Linked DNA regions of Mus musculus: region 1 is linked to region 2. Evidence: chromatin contacts called from public Hi-C data. All regions are on one chromosome and are shown on one strand. Each heading gives the region's core, a stretch centred on a gene start, on an enhancer-like site or on the middle of the called end of the contact. The rest is flanking DNA. Distances are from core to core; before and after follow the strand shown.

What was found. A called contact is a pair of places that touch in the nucleus more often than the background predicts.
Region 1: a Hi-C map of embryonic limb bud shows a contact between it and region 2, with 1.4 times the contacts expected there. The contact joins two enhancer-like sites. A contact is called at or near these places in 3 of 39 promoter capture datasets (the 3T3-L1 cell line, the HPC-7 cell line and pre-B cells), 1 of 15 datasets of contacts at CTCF or cohesin (CD8 T cells), 8 of 484 Hi-C or Micro-C datasets (LSK cells, cerebral cortex, common lymphoid progenitors and 5 more) and 6 of 115 datasets of contacts at active chromatin or transcription factors (CD8 T cells, a colorectal cancer cell line, embryonic fibroblasts and 3 more).

The regions. Positions count from the first base shown.
Region 1 is chr11:85,959,681-85,963,192 of GRCm38.p6, reverse strand. No RefSeq gene overlaps it. Among named protein-coding and RNA genes, the nearest start is that of Gm20759, 63 kb to the left of the region's middle. RefSeq lists an enhancer at 1-2,255. Within about 2 kb of position 2,057, at least 9 of the 459 cell types and tissues checked have an H3K27ac peak or open chromatin away from gene starts, as enhancers often do. A contact at or near this core is called in the HPC-7 cell line and embryonic limb bud, where this site is marked.
Region 2 is chr11:85,923,303-85,926,842 of GRCm38.p6, reverse strand. No RefSeq gene overlaps it. Among named protein-coding and RNA genes, the nearest start is that of Tbx4, 39 kb to the right of the region's middle. Within about 2 kb of position 1,437, at least 85 of the 459 cell types and tissues checked have an H3K27ac peak or open chromatin away from gene starts, as enhancers often do. A contact at or near this core is called in the HPC-7 cell line and embryonic limb bud, where this site is marked.

The DNA.
Region 1 (3,512 bases), core at 808-3,307, 36 kb before region 2:
TAACTTTGTTACCACAGTGAGTCACCAGGTCAAGGCAATACCACAGATCTCCCTAACAGTGTATATTAGACTAAACAGCCTCTTTTCTCATACTCTTGCTGCTAATGGAATTTCTGATTCCTGCCACTATAGTGATTGTGTGGGGGAACATAACTGGCCTCACCGTATCCAAATGCCTCGCCCTCCCAGTATCTTCAGATGTTCACATAGCAAACTACTCTGATGAAGTATTATAGTGTAGTAAAAAGGGCTTTAATGTTTGGCCAGATGTCAGTTCTAATCCCAAGTCTGCTTTGTGCATGTGTGGACCTGGAGCAAGTCACTAAGTCTCTGGAGACCTTGGTTCCCCCATTGAGAAAACGGGGGTTGTGTTCAAACCAGCGGGAGCAATAAGAGGGTGGGAATCACAAAAAAAAAATCTGCAAAGACCAAATGGGCATCTATTTGGTAAGCTCTTGGAGATTACTGAGTGTAGTTTCTTGTTATTTTTCTTCCCAACAATCCTAATATTAGGCTAAAGGATACAAAAAGAGGCCCTGAGTTGTGCGTGGTTCAGTGGATGAGGATGCTTGTTGCTAAACCTAATAACCTGGGTTTAATTTCTGGGTACCGCATGCTCTCTATCTATATTTCTATACCCATTTCTATGTCTATATCTATCTCTCATACACACACATAAGTAAATATAATATTTTAAAAAAGAGTCCAACACCCAAACACAGACTGCTCGTTCCTTTTCTGCTATGAAATTGCATGTTAGGTACTAAAATCCTCTGCTCCCTTTAATGAGAACAAATAGAACTGGGGGTTAGCTCACCCCCAGATGGGATCTCTGCTCCCCGTCTTCATACCCCCATATGCCACCCCATCAACTAATATCTCTAAGACACAGCAGCATCCCTCATGAATGATGCTCCCACTGTCACTGGGGAGTGGGTCAGTGATGGCTGGTTTCTTAGAGCAGGGACTGTGCTGGGTAAAAGGTACCCAGGTCTCCAGCTAGTGTCCGCTGTGGTTTTCTAACATGTTCTTTACTTTATTCTTCTTAAGGGTTCCCTCCCAGCGATGCCTCTCACACATCTAAAAGCAGCTTTTAGCCTTGACTAGCAGTGAAGCTGCCTGCAGATGCATTTTTCTTAAAATGAGCATAGAAATGGTTTAAAAAAAAAAAAAAAACAACAACAAACCTGTCAGGCGTCAAGCAGCCTCACAAATCATTTTTACATGGCTTCCTGCATCTTTGTTTCTAGCAAATCCCTTAACGGGAGGGTGACTCATTGTGTATTTCTTCAAAGAAACGATTTTGCAGGTAGTTGACGTGATTGGGAGAAAGAGTTTTAAATGAGTCGTGTGTTTATTCTGGGGGAGTTGTTGTTTGTTACCTGTGGCCATTAGCTTGATATCTAAACTGCTGGCAATCTCTGGAGTTAGCATCTGTCTGGGCAGCCCTGTAAACCCGGCCCCACGGCCTGACTGCTCAGTGCCTGGCTGCTGTCGCAGCGCCCCATTAGCTGTTCATAAATGCCCTTGCTCCCACTAACCCAAGAACTGATCGCACCTTAGTTTACAAACAGGAACTCTGTGGCACCACATCAGCTTCAAAAGCAGAAACCCCACAGACACCACAAAATTATTTATCTTCCCTCCATGTTGTACTTTTGAAATAAACCCATGTAGGTGACATTTTGATGGCGAGTGCCTCCGAGTTAAAACATAAACAGATCTACACAGCCAAAAACCTCACATTTATCCTCATTTTATTAGGCAGGTGGTGTACACAGCAGCCGATTCCCGCTCAGGTTTTACACGTACTTCATGTGTGTTTCTCCAAAAAACAGGAGTTCCTCTGTCAGAAGTGTGGAGGTGGACGCTGGGTGACGGGGATACTGCAATTTCTGCTCCCGGCAGATGTGATTTACAGGTCCTTAAGATGCCAGGGTTCTCTTTGTCTTTTACATTGCAATTTATAGCCAAGGAATTTCCGAGTTTCCCTTCCTCTTGCTGAACAGTCTGAACAAACAAACGGTGTGCACTCGGGGTCTGTTTCCCAGCCCACTTTCCAGGCACTGGTCTTATTTTTCCTCCCCTGACCTCACGTGTGACATAAACTGGGTTCTGCGTTGAGTTGTTTGAACCCAGAAGGCAGGCACATCGTGGAAAACTTAACTGGTGAGAATGAGCTTTTGTGTTGTTGGGTTTTTTTTTGTTGTTGTTGTTTTTCTTAAAACTATGCCTCAGAGTGACCGGTCTGATAAAACCCAATATTCTCAATACAAGGGGCAAGGAGGGACTCTTAGTGCCCCACACATGCCCCACTTCCCAATACATCTTTGATACACTTAAAGAATGAAGATTTTCCTTTTTTTTTTTTTTAGATGTTTGCCCTTGAAGTTAAAAATAAACTATATCACAACATGAAGAAAACTGTGTGGAAAAATAATAGAATGGAGGCCTCTTGCTACTGTCTAGGTGCGGGAACCCAGTAGTTCCCATTTCCAGCTGCTTCTGTATATTGTACTGTATGCATACTTTAACAATATGGACTTTCAATATGTATTTTTTATCTGAACGGTACAATGCTACGCATATTCTCACGAAGCTTGCTTTGTTTCTCTCCATATTCCAACCCATGCAGATTCGACTCCTTCACTTCCTCTCTGAGACAGTATCATGTCCAGCCACCCTATGAGAACCCATGTATGAACTTCCTGTTGGTGAGGACAGCCTCCTTGCTGCCCCTTGCTACTGTGAACATTCCTGTGCCTGTGTTTCATACACACATTGTAAACATTTCTCTGGGCCGTATCCTGACCAGAGACCGAATGTTCACTGCTTCAATTATCAGTGGAGTCTCCAAGGGGGAGGGACAAAGTTACTGTCCATCCTGAGGGCCTGTTTCATTATCTTCCCAACACTCTGGTTACAAGGCCTTTTTATGTTAGCTAATCTGATGCAGGACGAGTACCTCATTTCCCTGTTTACTTAGTGAGGTTTGGTGTCTATTTCTTTATTGACCACTGTGGTTTTCATCTTTTGTGAAGTTTACGTTTGTAACTCTGTGTCTAGGCGGCATGGCCTTTTTCGGCCTTGTCTGTAGAGATTCTCTGTAAAACCTGAGCCCTTGTTCTTGACTGGGTCTCTGTGTTTCAGATATCTTTCCCTAGGTTCCTTTTCCTCTTTCCTGTGGTGTGTCACTGATAAACTTGAGCCTTTCAAAGCAGTCAAGTAATCTCTTTCTCATCTGTGTACGCATTTGTGTCTTAATGACTTTGACTTTATGCTATGTCATCACTTCAGGTGGGACAGATGTCCCTTCCTTGTTTCCTTCAAAATGATGATGCCCTTGGATTTATGGATGTATTTCTTATTCTTGCTCCTGGCTTTTCTAGTTAGATGCCTTGGCTTTGAATATCAGTTTCTAGACATCTGATGATTTCCACAGACACACTGAAGATCTTTCTGGAGTGCAGACTGCAGCAGCCATCTCTCCCCTGACCCTGCCTCTCTTCCCT
Region 2 (3,540 bases), core at 188-2,687:
AGAGAGCTATGAAAACAAATACCATTCAAATAATTAGGATCTTATGCCTGAGGCCAGCCTCGATGCCAAGCAGGGACTCCCCTGCAGGAATCAGAGACCAGCCCGATCCCAAAAGGAGCACTGGGCCAAGACAAAGGCAGCTCAGGCAGGGCCCTTCCCCTTCCCGGGGAGGAAGTCGTGAGAGCACAGAACCCAAGGGTGGGCACCGCTCCTTTCGGCTCGGCAAGGACAAGGAGGCATTTGAAAGCCTGCTCTAGTTGGGCAAATAGGTGCCAAATTGGGTTGAGAGTTGGCAAGTACCCGTTTGTTTTGTTTACGAACGTAGCGGCAAGGCGAGGGGAAAAGATGTCTTTTCACAAGCTCATACAGGTACGGAAGCTGCTACGGAGAGATTTCCGCTGGGCTGCTGAGCCTTTGGAGGCCAGGTGCCTGGCAGCCCAGTTTCGGCCCCTCCTCCACCCCGCCCCCAGGTTAGTTTCCAAGGACTCAACTCTTATGGTCTGAAAAATTAAGAATTTGTACTCATTATGTCTGTAGGATCACCAGTGTTGTGTAGGCTTGGAAGGTCCGACAGACCTGATTGAAAAGTACATTCATAAGTTGGAATTTTAAATCGGAATGAGTCTCAGGTGCCACTCGCTTTGCAGTTCTGTTGTGGTGTTTGCTTTCTCAGTCTCTCTTAAAATTTGTAACAGTGCTCAGTAACACTCCTTAAGGGATCCCACAGAGAAGTTTGTACCCGATCAGAGTACGCGGCTTCATCCTTTTCTTCAAAGAGAGATTGTAATCCAGTGAAATTTGAAAACGAGAATGTGAAAAGGGGGAGAAAGAGAGAAAGAGAGAAAGGAAGGAAGAAAGGAAGGAAAAGAAAGAAAGAAAGAAAGAAAGAAAGGAAGAAAGAGAAAGAAAAAGAAAGAAAGAAAGAAAGAAAGAAAGAAAGAAAGAAAGAAAGAAAGAAAGAAAGAAAGAAAGAAAATTAAAAATCTATGGGGTTTTTTTCCTGGGGTTAATTTGAATTGGGCCAGTTGGTTTCGTTTTGTAATACAAAAGAAAAATTCAGGCCTTAGGGCCCATGATTTTCATTAAGTTCAGCTTTAGTGAGCTCTAATAATACGGTGGTTTATTAAAAGCGTGAAAAATGTCATCGCGGAGGCCTTCCCTCAACAGCAGCCGCGCCTCCGCCTCTGACTCACGCTTCCTCCGTGGCAGGCTGGGCTGTAAATTTGTGGTCAGGATATTTAAGGTCCACTGAACAGGCTCCTTGAAATCTTTCTTGCCATTTGGCTGAGCTCACGTCCCAATTAGCCATCTATACGGCAGTACGGCAGTACGGGGCAGTAGCTGGACAGCAAACTTGAGCAAGTGGCTGGGTGCTCAGGGCTGTGGTGAATGATTGGTCTGAGAGAGTAGCAGAGAACTCAGAACCCAGTGCCCCGGCAGGAGCCCGCTGGAGGAAATGAAAGGATCAACAGCAGGCAGGGAGCGCACTGTGGCCGATTGTTCCCTGCCACAGCCGTGGGCTTTCTTGTGTGTGCCGGAAATTGACCTCCTCAGAAGCCAAGGATGCAGGCGGCTCAAGGATAACGATAAGGCAGGTGATGATGCTAAATCATCTGCCTCTTATAGCCAATGAGATTGGCCCGCACCTCGGTAATCGTTTCCCTGCCTTAAGCTTATTATAAAAAGCCACATTTTGGGTTGGGTTTGGTTTTCCTCCCATGGAAATGTAGAAATGAGCTGGTGCTAACGGGCCAGGAAGTGCCATGGTTACCGCTCTTTTGCTTATTGTTGTTTTATTTAGAAGCAACTCATTTGGCCCTTAAATGAAGTCTAGAAGGTTGGCTGTTTAAAATGGAAGAAACTAAGAACAAGAAAAATTTGCCTAAGGTTTCCGATCACACCGTGGTAAAGCTGGGAAGCACTTTAGCAAGGGTCGGGAGTGAGGGTGGGGGAATATGGGAGGAGCTTGTATTTTAATGCAAGATCCCAGACAGCCCAGGCTGATCTCCAGCTTGGTCTATAGTCAAGACTAACCTTGAACTTCTTGATCCTCTTCCCTCTACCTCTAGAGTGCTGGAGTTATAGTTGTGTGCCACCGCACCCAGCCTTCCTTAACAACCGATTTATTCCCAGTGTCATCTAGTTTGCCGTGGATTTTGAATGAGAAGCAAACTTTCAAGCCGTCCCTTTCTCTCAGAAGCCTTGAAGAGGATTGGTTAGAAGCAGACCCCTCCCTTCAATATCCTGTGCCACTGAGCCCAAAGGCCCAGGTAGGGAGAGGTGCTCAGGGTACTGAAAAGACCAGGTGTGAGTCTTCCTTCTCAGGCTCCCCTGTCTGCTGCCTGCATTTGGCATTGTACACCTACCTACACATGGGTCCAGGTCTTGGCATCTGGTACAGCAGGCTTAACTGTGGCAGCCTCCAATAAAGCCCCCAAAAGCAATAAATAGAATTTCCCTGAAAAAAAAAAAGAGTCCCACATCTTTTAAGCATCTAAAAGCAAACTGCTGTAGACTGGTGTCCCCGGTTGGGGGAAGGGCAGCAACTTGGATTGTGCACATGTTTTATCTGCATTATTTCAGTGTAAGCCTAAGAGATGGACCGTATTTATTACCCCTAATTAGCATGCCTAGCGACTGACTCACAGAGACTAGGCTCGTGCCTACTAAGTGGCAGATTTCAGCTCATCCTCTGTCCCCTGCCTGGCCAGGCCTCTCCACCCAAAGCTCTGGTAAACCATCCCTGGGAGGATGGCAAAGAGTCCAGAGTATCACAGTAGTGGCAGAGAGCCTGGCCTTTGCACAGAGCCCCAACTTTGCTTGCTGGTCCCTCTGCACTTTGGCTCTCGGCTCCCCTGAGGAGGGAAAATCACCTCCTATCAATATAGGACTTATACATTCATCTACAATCCAGATGTGGTGGTGAACTCCTGTAAGGGCCAGCACTCCAGAGGACAAAGGGACAATCGTGTCAGGGTAGCCTGGGCAACATATGGAGACAGTCAAATATACAAACTAAAATAAACAAGCTTTTAAGATAGACAGCCGTCCTAACAAACATTAGCTATTTGAAAAGAATGAAGTAAAATTCAAAACGCAAGTTCAGTCTTTACTTTGGAAAGCCCTACCAGGTCATGGTGAAGAAATGCATCACTGCAGATATTCTTCATAGGATTGAACTCCCGAACTGCTACAAGGGGTGGAAGAAGGAAGGTGGCTCAGGGAAAGGACAAGTCCCGCAGCCACTAACTAGCCTCATACCCGGTGTCAAGCTCTTTTTACTGCCTCATACTGATGATATAAAAAGGATGGGGAATGACATTCAGGTCTCCAGTCTACCAGGCCAGAGCTTAGGGCCTGAGTTGGCCATGCTGAGTCTTGAGTAGATTGAAGTCCACTCAGCTACTCTGAGGAAACACCAAAACTCTTGATCCAGGCAGCTGAGCATGTGGAGCCTAGAGAGAGGGAAGGCTGTGCCAAGCTGCATTAAATGCTATTAAATGCGGCTCACATAGTTTCCACTATCCCTAATGGAGCCAT